Linked DNA regions of Zea mays: regions 2, 3 and 4 are each linked to region 1. The links are chromatin contacts, called in public Hi-C maps. All regions are on one chromosome and are shown on one strand. Each heading gives the region's core, a stretch centred on a gene start, on an enhancer-like site or on the middle of the called end of the contact. The rest is flanking DNA. Distances are from core to core; before and after follow the strand shown.

Region 1 (2,840 bases), core at 7-2,506:
GGAAAGACCATGAGAAGAATACCCAGCAGTCCAATCTCAGTTCACAAGCAGCAGGAAACATGTTATAGTTACACCAGGACTGAGTCTGATAGTGATTCGAAACCAGCACAAACAACTCCGACTACACGCTACCAAACCAAAAAAATGGGGGGAAACAAAAGGAGCGCGTGCGAGGGTGCGACAAACTCTTGCGCCACTTGAGCAACTCTATGTCAAAGGCAGATGCGGAATCACCGCATTGTTTTTCGCTCAATTGTCCTCAAACAAGCTTCTCGACAACAATGCTATGGGCATCCAAGTCAAACAGCGGGGAGCACTAGAAGCTCAGCGTAACAGTTTTTAGCGCCAAAAAAAGCTACTACATGCAAGCAATTTGAACTAATCTTGCCTGATGCGTTTAGCAGACGCTAAGCATTCGAAAATAGCAAGTGCAACCAGGTCTCCGGTCCTCCCCGAGCTGGAACTATCAACCATCCATACACCATGCAACGCCGGACCTCAGATTGCAGGCAGAGGTGTCAATTCACCAGAACCTATAACTTCGCACTACACCACAGGCTACTCTAGAACTTCTGAAGCCATGGCCACCAGGGTGCTAGTATACTCGTACTAATACACGGTACCCTTCGTCCCACGAGCAGGCAGCGAAAAGCTGGCGCGCCCCGACGGGCAAGCTCCAGCGGCGCGAGCTCGGACGACGCCGACGACTAACCCCAGCCCAGGCCCCTCGATCGAGGTCGCGGCGCGCGAGATCTAGCCCCAGCCGCGCGCGAGCAGCAGCTCCAATTGGCGGCCGGCGCCGCGGGCGAGTGGGGGGGACCGGATCACGGGATCAGCACGGCCGGCACGGTACAGTACCTCTCCTTGCGCTCCTGGATGGTCTTCATCTGCGAACGGTAGTGGTTCTCGATGAACTTCTTCGCGGCGGCGACGCGCTCCATGGTGAGGGTGGACCCCACCGCCGCCTCGGCGGGCGCCTCCCCCTCCGCTTCCCCTTCCCCTTCCTCCGCCACCGCCGCGAGCGGTTCGGCGGCGGCGGCGGGGATCGCCGCGGCGGGCGCGTCCGCCATCTCGCTCTCCATCCCCAGCAGTTCCCCCACACAGGCACACACACACCCCACAGCTGGCCTGGCACTCCCTCTCTCTCTCTCTGTCCCTCTCTTTCTCTTTTTTTCCCCCTCACAGAACAGAAGCGGCTGTATTCGGTCTCTCCCTCTCCTTTTTGCCCCTCGATTTCTGGGCCTCACTCTTACGGGGGCGATGACGATGCTTGTCGCTCGCAGCGCGCGCGGGGGCCGCTTATATACATACACTCATACAGCGCTGGATCGCGTTAACTAATCGGACTTTTTCGTGGCAGGTTAGAGGAAGTTTTAATGAAATGGGGAGAGCTCAAAGCTCGGTCCACGGACAGACGCCCGGAGGCAAGTGGGGGTATAGTACAGCTCCTCCAGCTGGAGTAAATGTTGTTTTCCTTGTGTTTGGTTTTTGTCTTTGCTTGCGCTGGGGTACGTATCTTTACCTGCCTGCTTTGGAGTCTTCGATCAGCAGATGGATGGATGGATGGATGGATGGATGGATGGAATGACAGGCACCGTTCTGCTATGCTTTCAAGAAAGAAAGAAAAAACATAGAATTTAATGCATCCAGATACTTTAGCACGGCACACTGAAATTCAGAACACCGTAGCGTTGGTCTAAAAAGTGTTTTTGAATCCAAACAAACAAGACCTCAGGCACGACAGCATCAGATGGACCATGGACGGACCTGAAGCAGGCAGCACGGGCTGGGTCAAAGTTTTCCGCGGTGTTGGTGGGGCACGTGGACCGCGGCCGGCCTTCCCGCCCCGGTACCCCTCCCTGATCCTGTCTGTCCCTGATGAGCGCCAGCAGCATGCGTGTCCCGTGATCCCGTCCAGTGTCCAGCACTGCACATGGGGGAGCCCATGCGTCGCCTGATCACCCAGTAAAAACCGTGGCGGGTTTTTTTTCCCCTTTTCAGTGAGTGCAGTGAGGAACTGAACGGCGCCCCGGGTATGCAGTTGCCATGATTACCATATGATGGAAACCTCGGTTATTTGCAGCAAGCAAACGGAAAGTAACACGTCAATTGTTACGAACATGCTTCAGTAATTATGTCATCGGACGTGTACGCTGTGGCGCACCCGGGTTGACTTGCAGGTTCCGATGAGCCTCACCTCGACCGCGTTTACGTCGACCGGCTCGGCCTCGTTGACTCCCCTCCGGGCCCGGGCTCCTCCGCCTTGTTCAGTTGTTCCCCCTCCCGAACCGGCCGCCGGACAAGGACCGCGCGCGCCTTGGACGGATCTCATGCATCATGCATCGGGCATTCCGGCTGCTCCGTCCTTGTCCGGAAGGAAACCAGACGACGCGACGCGGCGGATGTGTGGTCCCGCGGAAGAACGAGTTGTCTCGTGCCCTGCGGACCTGCGGTTGGCGCCGAACCGAGATCTGCTGCAGGCGAGGCGAAGCGAGCCGCGGCTCGGGACGGCGGCATGCCAGGTTGCCCGCGCGCCGGACCCGGAGCAGGGGCAGCGCCTCGCGTCGCGCGCCACGCGAGAAAAAAATAATGCGACCGGCCAGCCTGGTGCGGACAGACGGGCGGATCCGTCAGCCGCTCCCCCCGCAGGCCGCAGGGCAGGTGCGTGCGTGCCAGCCCAGCTCAGATGCCAGCCAGCACGAGGAGGCGGGAGTTTTTTTTAGCTACGTCTCCATCAGATCCCCCTCTCTCGATCTCTTTTCCAGATCCGTAAAAAAAAACTCTCCCGATACAGAGAGGATCCAGCAGCAACATTTTTCTGCAACCTCTATTCGCATCTT
Region 2 (2,758 bases), core at 227-2,726, 160 kb after region 1:
TGGATTTTCCCGAAGGTGACGAGTTGGAGTTGGAGTCCTCTGGTGCACCGGACACTGTCCGGTGGCACACCGGACAGTCCGGTGCGCCAGACCAGAGGAGCCTTCGGTTGCTCCTTTGCTCTTTTGTTGAACTCAATACTTGGTCTTTTTATTGGCAAAGTGTGAACCTTTTGCACCTGTATAACTTATACACTAGAATAAACTAGTTAGTCCAAAGATTTGGGTTGTGCAATTTAACCACCAAAATTATATAGGAACTAGGTGTAAGCCTAATTCCCTTTCAGGACCTGCATGCCATCATGTACCTTGAAGGCTCTAAAACTGAGAAACTCATGTTTGATCTTCATTAGGCCACACTAAAAATGTGAATCTCCCTGCCTCCATTCCACTTGGGATAATGGGGTTGATCCAAGGTATTTATTCCAGAGAAATTGTTGTCACATCCCATCCGAGTGCAGAAGATTGAAGAGCCATTTACCAAGTAGAGCAGAGTTTTTAATACTCAAATCATGGATACCTAAACCTCCTTAGTTTTTAGGTTGACTGAGTACCTTCCACTTTACTAGTCGGTATTTTTTTCTTGTGTTCGTCTTACTCATCCTCATATATCATTTCAAACTCTAGTTGTAAACAGTGCAAAATAGCGCAAGCCTTTATTGAATGAGCCGGGCCGAAATTGCCAAGAATGGTCTTCAAATTTCGAAGAATAGTCTTAACATGACTCTCTAGCAAGAAAGCTATGATCTGTTCCTGATACCCTACCAGGTTGGGGTGAAAACGGTCAAGATATACCATGTTCCATTCTGCACCAATTTCTACATTGATTCGTTCGAATTCGTACTTATGGATATTCCAACCGTTTCGTTTTAGACAAATGTGAAAATGGAACGGAAACCGTATGTGCATTCTTCCGATCATTTTTACTTTTTCTGTTTTTAGTCTGGATATCCCATTTTTATTTGTATATAATATCATGTATTAGATAATATAATGAATAAATCATAGACAACGATGTTTTCATTTTATTTATTAGCTATATGCTTATTATAATATATTGTCTTTATATGTCTAAATAAGATATTTTAATTGATCATAATGCCACTTTATTTTTATGTTCTATAAGACAATGTTTTCATTTTTTACGACAGATTCTGATCCGTTGTCGATTTATTCCGTTCGTTTGGTTTGTTTTTTTTGTCATTCAGTATTTCCGCTATTCTCGTTTCCGATGGTTTCATTTTCGAGCTTGTTTTCTAAATAAAATATGAATATGAAAACAGGTTATTCCGACAAATCACGTCCGTTATTATCTCTAGTGCCAGGGCAGCACACCCCATTGTCTGTTCTTGAGGTACCATTAGTATTTTTTTTGTGCCACATGCAGAACCAATTATGAGTATGCCCCAACCCCGTCGACAACATAGTGATGAACTTGGGATAGGCATGGCTTGTTTCGGTCAGGTCAGCCAACAGAATTCTGATGATAATCAAGTAATGCTGATGGTAAAAAGGCTTCCTAGAAAGCATTATGGCGCCTACCCCTACAGGTAATGCCAAAAATAATGGAGACTCTATTCCATGCTCCGGTGGAATGTGACCATGCCAGAATGTTTTGGAGTAAGGTAAAGGAGCCTGAAGGGAGATGGGCGACAAAAAATGACCAAATTTTGGATCTTTTAACATTCTATGAAAAGATTAGTAGATGAAACGCAATGTTTCTAGATTTCCAAACAAGTTCACACCAACGGAACATGTTGACGCCACCACTGGGAGAAGTTTCATTTCAACTGTCAATGTGCAAACCTTTTTATTGGCAATATAGGGAACAATCAAACAATACCGCATAACATCTGACTGCCATCAGCTACAGAGAACAGAACATTTATCAGAATTTTAATCGAGTAGTAGCCCGTGTTTCAGTTGTCTTAATCGTTACTCAGGAAAGTAAGCCATCAGTTTGGGTACAAGATACGATAATTGACGACTTTATAGTTAGACAACCAAACCGTATCACAACCCAACTGCAAAACGGAACTCGTGCCAGACATCAACATCCAAAGACATGAGAACAAATATATGAACCAATAAAAACATCATAAAATGCAGTCAGCAACTACCGACAATATGCATGGAGTATAGTGAACGGTAAGGTGCGATAGCCTATGAGACAAGCTCCAAAATTATAAATGTAGTCAGCAAAATAAAAAAAAAAGGATCAGTTATGTGCCCGCCCCCAGGTTGACGAAGAGGTTGAGGAATATCTTGATGGACGCCAGCGGTCAGTAGACGGAGGAGGGCCATCTTGGCGGGGTGGGGGTGCATCCTGTCGTGCAGGAAGACCATCTTGCCTTTTAAATTTGGGAATATATTTATTAGAAGAGGGAGCAGCACCTGCCTCAGACCCCTTTAAGAGCTTCTCCCTATTCGCCTTTGCCTTCTCCTCCAACTCTATCTCTCTCAATCGCTGCTTTTCAGCAATAGCATCAAGATTAGCTTTCCTTTCAGCCTCTTCTCTCTTCCTCCTCTCTTCCTCTGCATCAATATATCAATAATATGGATGAATTAGGATTTGAATCCTTAAGTACCACTTGGCCAAATATGGAATAAGATATAGAAACAGAGCCATATTCAGTTACACCATAGCAAATACTCCCTCTGTCCCACATTAGAATTCGTTTTAGCACTTAGGTTTTTATGCTTCTTGTTGCTTAAGTACCAAAAATCAAATACTCCCTCTGTCCCACAATAGAATTTGTTT
Region 3 (2,700 bases), core at 13-2,512, 180 kb before region 1:
ATTTTGCAAACTACCTCGGATGAAAAAAGTGTCAAAATAAAAGTTGTAGAACTTCAAAAGTTATTTATCTTTGTAGTTGACAACTTTTTTATTTGAATTCGTTTAGGGTCTCAAATAAGCAATTTACACTCAAATGGTTGTAATATGTGGATAAAACAACTACAAACTAGACACAAGTCATGTCATAGACGGAGTGGTAGTGGAGGGTACGCGCGAGGGTGAGGTCTACGGTTCGATTCCTCACAACCGCGTAGCGCGCGAAAAATGCCGCGACTTGCGACTTCGACGGAGACGATTTGCACTGGCGGTTTTATTACGTCGACCGCCAGTGAAAATCGATTTTCACTGGCGGTCTTCAGTTACCCGCCTGTAAAAATGGTGATTTCTACTGACCTCTAGCACTGGCGGTTACGAAAAACGTCACTGTAAATATGTTTAGGACCGTCAGTATAGAGCTTATCTGTACTAGTGATTCCTCAATATCTCGATCGGTTGCTTCTTCGTTCTTCTTCAACTTGCTTGCTGGCAGAGGTACGGTAGCGCCGCGCCGGCCGTACGAAAGTCAACAGCACGCCCTAAACAATCGCTGGACGCCCGTACGGGCCGGCCGCCGGGGTTCCTGATGCGTTCGTACGCCGGCCGCCGGGAGCCAACATGTATGAACGCATGCGTCCTTTTGTCAGCTCCGATCAAGCTAGCGCGGCGGGCAGCAGCGGCTAACCGCCGGATCCATGGCCATGGCCCGAGCGTCTCGGTAGGCGTCACCGGAGCAGCTAGGTAGGTATAGGTAGGAGCACCTCGATCGCCCCTTGATTGTGCGCGCCGCGCGCGTGGACCAGCGTAACGCGGCGGCTGCGACGACACGCAGAGGACACGTTGGGAGACCGCAGCGACGACGTACGGCGAGGACGTCGACGGGGGACGACGAGCGTCGTCTATTCTATTGCGCGCGCGGGGCCCGGCGGTGCGGCGTGGCGTGGGCCAGCTAAGCCAGTTGACATTTTCTGATGCGCCATGCGCCCACGCCCGGTCCAGCCGTAATACCGTATGGACGAGAGTCGAGAGGACGAGGACGACGACGACTGAACCGTGATAGGCTCGGCCACTGGGATTCGTTGAAGCATCCACCATTTGTTTATCCCATGCGAGTCAGAAACTGCAGGCTAGCTAGCTTGTTGGTCTAGGCCCGGCCCTCTCGTTTTCCTTCTTTATAAGGACGAACTGGGGGGTAGATCGAGAGGTACTACGACTACGCCCCGGCCAGGACAAGGGCATTGCTTGCCGAAAGCTCGGGAAGGGGTAGGGGGTTGCCGCCGTTGCCATATGGAGGTCGCCGTCGTCGAAGGGCCGCCGCCGCAGGTGATGAAGGAGGAGAACCGGCCCGACGCCAAGCCAGAGATCGCCGCGTCGGTATGATCGAATTCACACACGTGCATGTTCCGTGTCCTTTTTCTTTCGTTCTTCTTTTTTGGTTTCGTCTAATTAGTTCTTCAGCGCAAAGGGAAACTAGAGAGATCTGAGCACGGACGACGTCCTCTATTTATGGATGCAGATGGTAGGAACCGCTCTTCCGATAGTCTTCGAAAGCTTTCCATCATCGACGCAAAGAGATGCGGCCGGCAAGAAGCGGGAGGAACAAGAACAACGCAGGCTGGAGGCGGCCAGAGCGGAGATGGGCGAGGTGCGGGAGGAGAACGAGCGCCTCAAGTCGACGCTGTCCCGCATCGTCAGCCAGTACCAGTCCCTGCAGATGCACTTCCTCGACGTCGTCAAGGTGCACGAGCAAGCATCTGCAGCCAAAGCGGAGAAGCTCCCCGTGGCGCCGGCTCCCGCGCCTCCGCCTCCCGCCACCACCGGCACCGACGACCCCGACGACCTCGTCTCTCTGAGCCTCGGCACGAGGGCGAATAGCGGTGGCGGCGCACCACGCCGCAAGGGCCACGAGAGGTCGGCGTCCTCGTCTGGCACCGCTGATGAGATGACCACCGCCGGCGCCGACGACGAAGGCCACCGGCTCTCCCTCGGGCTCGGCTTCGGGCGCGGTAGCGGGCTGCCGGCGTCGACGGTGGCCACGGACGACGACAAGGCCAGCCACGCGTCCGTCCGGAACTTGAGCTCCGACAGCAGCGGCAGCGCCGACTACAACGACAACGCCAAGCCTGCTGACCTGGCCGCCGCGGGCACCGCTCGTAAGAGCCCGAGCGCCGGTGCCGGCGACGGATCAGCTGACGACGAGGTGCAGCAGCAGGCCAAGAAGGCTAGGGTTTCCGTCAGAGTCAAATGCGATACACCCACGGTACGTGACAATAATACCTAGGCTTATGAAACTTGAGAAAATTGTCCACAGTGGCACACAGTGTTAGGTTATTCCTGACCTAAAAATCTTTTTTTTTTTTTTTGGTTTCGGTGGCCATCAATCAGATGCCCGATGGCTGTCAATGGCGGAAGTACGGGCAGAAGATCTCCAAGGGGAACCCGTGCCCGCGCGCCTACTACCGCTGCACGGTGGCGCCGCAGTGCCCGGTGAGGAAGCAGGTGCAGCGGTGCGCGGAGGACACGTCGATCCTGATCACCACGTACGAGGGCGCGCACAACCACCCGCTCCCGCCGGCAGCGACGGCCATGGCGTCCACGACCTCCGCGGCGGCGGCCATGCTCACCTCGGGCTCCACCAGCTCCGCCGCCTCGGCCTCGCTCGTC
Region 4 (2,700 bases), core at 33-2,532, 160 kb before region 1:
CTAATCAGAAACAGTCTCGGTGTGTGGGTATGTATGTATGTCTAACTGTAACGGTAGTACACAGTACAAACTACGCAAACCCCGAAAAACGTGGCTCGATCGTCTCGATCTCCACGTTGGCGAACATTCTAGCTAGCTACATGATCCGTATACGTGCGTGTAGCTGATGATGGATCAGTAGGACTACTCCGACGAGTGAGCCGCCGCCGCGGCGTGCCGGTGCAGCTGCGCCTCCCACGCGTCAAGAGCTGCGCTCCAGCTGGGCGCTGCCACCGGAGGCGAGTAGTGCGCTGCGCCGCGCGGCGGAGGCGGCGGGCAGAGGTAGGCGGCGCCCGGCGCGGCGTGGTTGTGGACGCCGTCGTAGGTGGTGACGACGTAGCGCGGGTCGTCGCTGTCCCGCTCCACGCGCTTCTTCACGCCGCAGCCCTCCGCCGAGCACCGGTAGTAGTTCCTGCACGCACGCACGGCGCGGCGCGGCGATCAGCACGTCGTCGTCAAGCTTGCATGCATGAGCGTGACAATGGAACGGAATTGAAGTGGTCGTCGGAGTCGGTGGCGCCATGTGCGCCAAGCTAGCTAGTGTTGTATTCTGCTACTGTACCTCGGGTTGGGGCTGCTCTTGACCGCCTTCTTGCCGTACTTGCGCCACTTGAAGCCGTCGTCAAGCACGTCCACCTCCGACCTGGTCCGGAACCCGATCCGTGACGCCGGCCGGGGCCGGCCGCCGCCGTTCCCAGTACCGCCAGCTGGTCCGCCCACCGGCCTCCTCCCGTCGCCTTCGACGCCATAGTTCCTGAAGCCCCAGCCAAACCACAGGTACGCAACTGATGGGATGAGCATTGAGTATAGCCGCTGCCACGGCGTACGTTACGTGTGACGCGACGCAACGACGGCGACAGCGCACATTATTAGCACGCAAGCTAGCTGCTAGTAACAGCACGTATGTACGCGAACTTACAGCAGGCTCGTCATGCCATTGTCGAACACCGGCGGCGAGCAGTAGGCGCCGCCCATCTCCTGGCCGAACTGGTAGCAGCAGTCGTCAGCCATGGTGGCGGCGCGCGGCGGGAACTCGACGACGAGGTCGCCGGGTGGTGGTGCGAGGTAAGCGTAAGCAGCGCCGGCCGGCGGGTAGGCGGCGGCGTAGAACGGGGCCGCCTCGTGGGCGAGTCCTAGCGAGGCCGCCATGTAGAGTAGAGTAGTAGGCACGCACAGGCACAGGGAACACCGACGACCGTGGAGCTAGCGATGAGCTGCTGCTGCCGTTGCGCTGCGCGGTGTGACCAGTGACGACGGGGGGTGGATATGTATTCCATCTGCTAGCCCCGTGTCAAGCTCGCCAATTTATAGTGGCGCCCGAACGGCGCTGCTGGCACATCGTCGTCTGTGGGACTGCTCCTATCCTAGGTACGTACAGTGGCGCTAGCTGATGATGAGGCAATCGAAGAGCTCAAGTGGTGTCTCTGGAACTGGAAGCGAAGCGGGACGAACGAGGCAGCGAGCACGCAGGCGTCTTCATGGATGTTTCACAACACGGCGGCAGCGCCACGCAGAAGGTTCGCTCGACTCGACTCGCAGGATGCGTCTGTTGTCTGCGTGCACGTGTCGATTGGCGTGACCAACTTTTGGAGTTTTCGACGGGACAAGCTGCTGCTGCTGGCTAGTGAGGAAGGTAGCTAGGAGAGTACGTAGGAGCCGGGAGCCGGGAGCCGAGAGCCGAGTGCACCGGGCGCCGGCGGTGTTGGTTCCGCGCGTGCGGCCCGGCCGGGCACTCGGGCAGTGACTGGCCAGCACGCTACTACTACTACGACGACGTCGTCGTCGTCGTCAGGTCCAAAATAGCGTCCGGGCCGGGGTCTGGATAGTCCGGATGGGTAGGTCGATCGAGCGCATTAGCACTTTGGGCCTGGTCAGGCGCCGGGGCAAGCGACACCTGTCAGGCCGCTTCAAATCCATCGCTTGACTATTGACTACCGACGACGACGGAGCTGGTCTGTCTCCCGTTTGTCCGGCGATCGACCGAACGAGATCGGCGGCCGGTTCCACGCGCGCCGTGCAGCAGCAGAGACCAGAAAAGCAGCCGTGCCGACGTCCGGGTGCATGAACCGTCGTGGCACGGTAAAAAAAATACTCCTAGCTACTACGACTGGTAGCAGTAATTAAGCCAGCTGTGCGCTGGCCGCTGGGTCTGGATCACTGCTAGTAGCTCACTAGCTCTCGTGCGTGCGTGCGGTAGGCGACGGGCGACAGCGATTTGTGCCGCGCGCACTTACGTAGAATTAAATGAATCTTGCATTGTTAACTTCACGATGGATGCGTTGTTTATACATAATATGTGGTACATTCCTATTACTAGGTCAAGTTATATATGGGCCCGTTAGGTGGCACGTGGCTCGGTACGGTGAGGAAGGGCCTAGAGTCGGCTCGGCACACTGACTGTCGTGCCAGCCCGACCTGTCGTTTGTGTCGGGCTTGGACTCGTTGCTAGTGCCGGGCTTGGGCCGCTAGGCGAGCCCACAGTGAAAGCCTAAGCACGCTAAACAGGTCGGTCCGGCTAAGGCCCGCTAATAGTGGGTTAACCCATCGTCCCACCGTCCGACCTCGTCCCTGCCTATCACTCGTGTACGTCGCTCTGCCATAAGTTCAGAACCCAGAACCCTAGCACCTCGTCGCCTCATCCCTCCCTTGTGTACGCTGCCT

Evidence for each region. A called contact is a pair of places that touch in the nucleus more often than the background predicts.
Region 2: a contact with region 1 is called in a Hi-C map of endosperm, with 2.7 times the contacts expected there. The contact joins the enhancer-like site here to the promoter of LOC100285373 in region 1. A contact is called at or near these places in 2 of 25 Hi-C or Micro-C datasets (endosperm and leaf).
Region 3: a contact with region 1 is called in a Hi-C map of bundle sheath, with 2.7 times the contacts expected there. The contact joins the promoter of LOC100501702 here to the promoter of LOC100285373 in region 1. A contact is called at or near these places in 6 of 25 Hi-C or Micro-C datasets (bundle sheath, ear, endosperm and 2 more).
Region 4: a Hi-C map of bundle sheath shows a contact between it and region 1, with 2.2 times the contacts expected there. The contact joins the promoter of LOC100384623 here to the promoter of LOC100285373 in region 1. A contact is called at or near these places in 6 of 25 Hi-C or Micro-C datasets (bundle sheath, ear, endosperm and 3 more).

What each region holds. Positions count from the first base shown.
Region 1 is chr8:20,285,256-20,288,095 of Zm-B73-REFERENCE-NAM-5.0, reverse strand. It overlaps LOC100285373, which reads right to left and starts at 1,256. Exons shown (of 13, transcript NM_001372211.1): 1 at 859-1,256. The coding sequence starts at 1,082.
Region 2 is chr8:20,124,684-20,127,441 of Zm-B73-REFERENCE-NAM-5.0, reverse strand. It overlaps LOC103636806 (eukaryotic translation initiation factor 3 subunit A-like), which reads right to left. Exons shown (of 14, transcript XM_020543271.3): 14 at 1,970-2,532. The coding sequence ends at 2,216. Among protein-coding and RNA genes, the nearest start is that of LOC103636806, 11 kb to the right of the region's middle. Within about 2 kb of position 1,476, at least 3 of the 20 cell types and tissues checked have an H3K27ac peak or open chromatin away from gene starts, as enhancers often do. A contact at or near this core is called in endosperm, where this site is marked.
Region 3 is chr8:20,465,235-20,467,934 of Zm-B73-REFERENCE-NAM-5.0, reverse strand. It overlaps LOC100501702 (Putative WRKY DNA-binding domain superfamily protein), which reads left to right and starts at 1,262. Exons shown (of 3, transcript NM_001362816.1): 1 at 1,262-1,410; 2 at 1,553-2,296; 3 at 2,422-2,700. The coding sequence starts at 1,324.
Region 4 is chr8:20,446,169-20,448,868 of Zm-B73-REFERENCE-NAM-5.0, reverse strand. LOC100384623 reads right to left here and starts at 1,282. Exons shown (of 3, transcript NM_001357541.1): 1 at 959-1,282; 2 at 602-793; 3 at 3-451. The coding sequence starts at 1,188. The coding sequence ends at 184.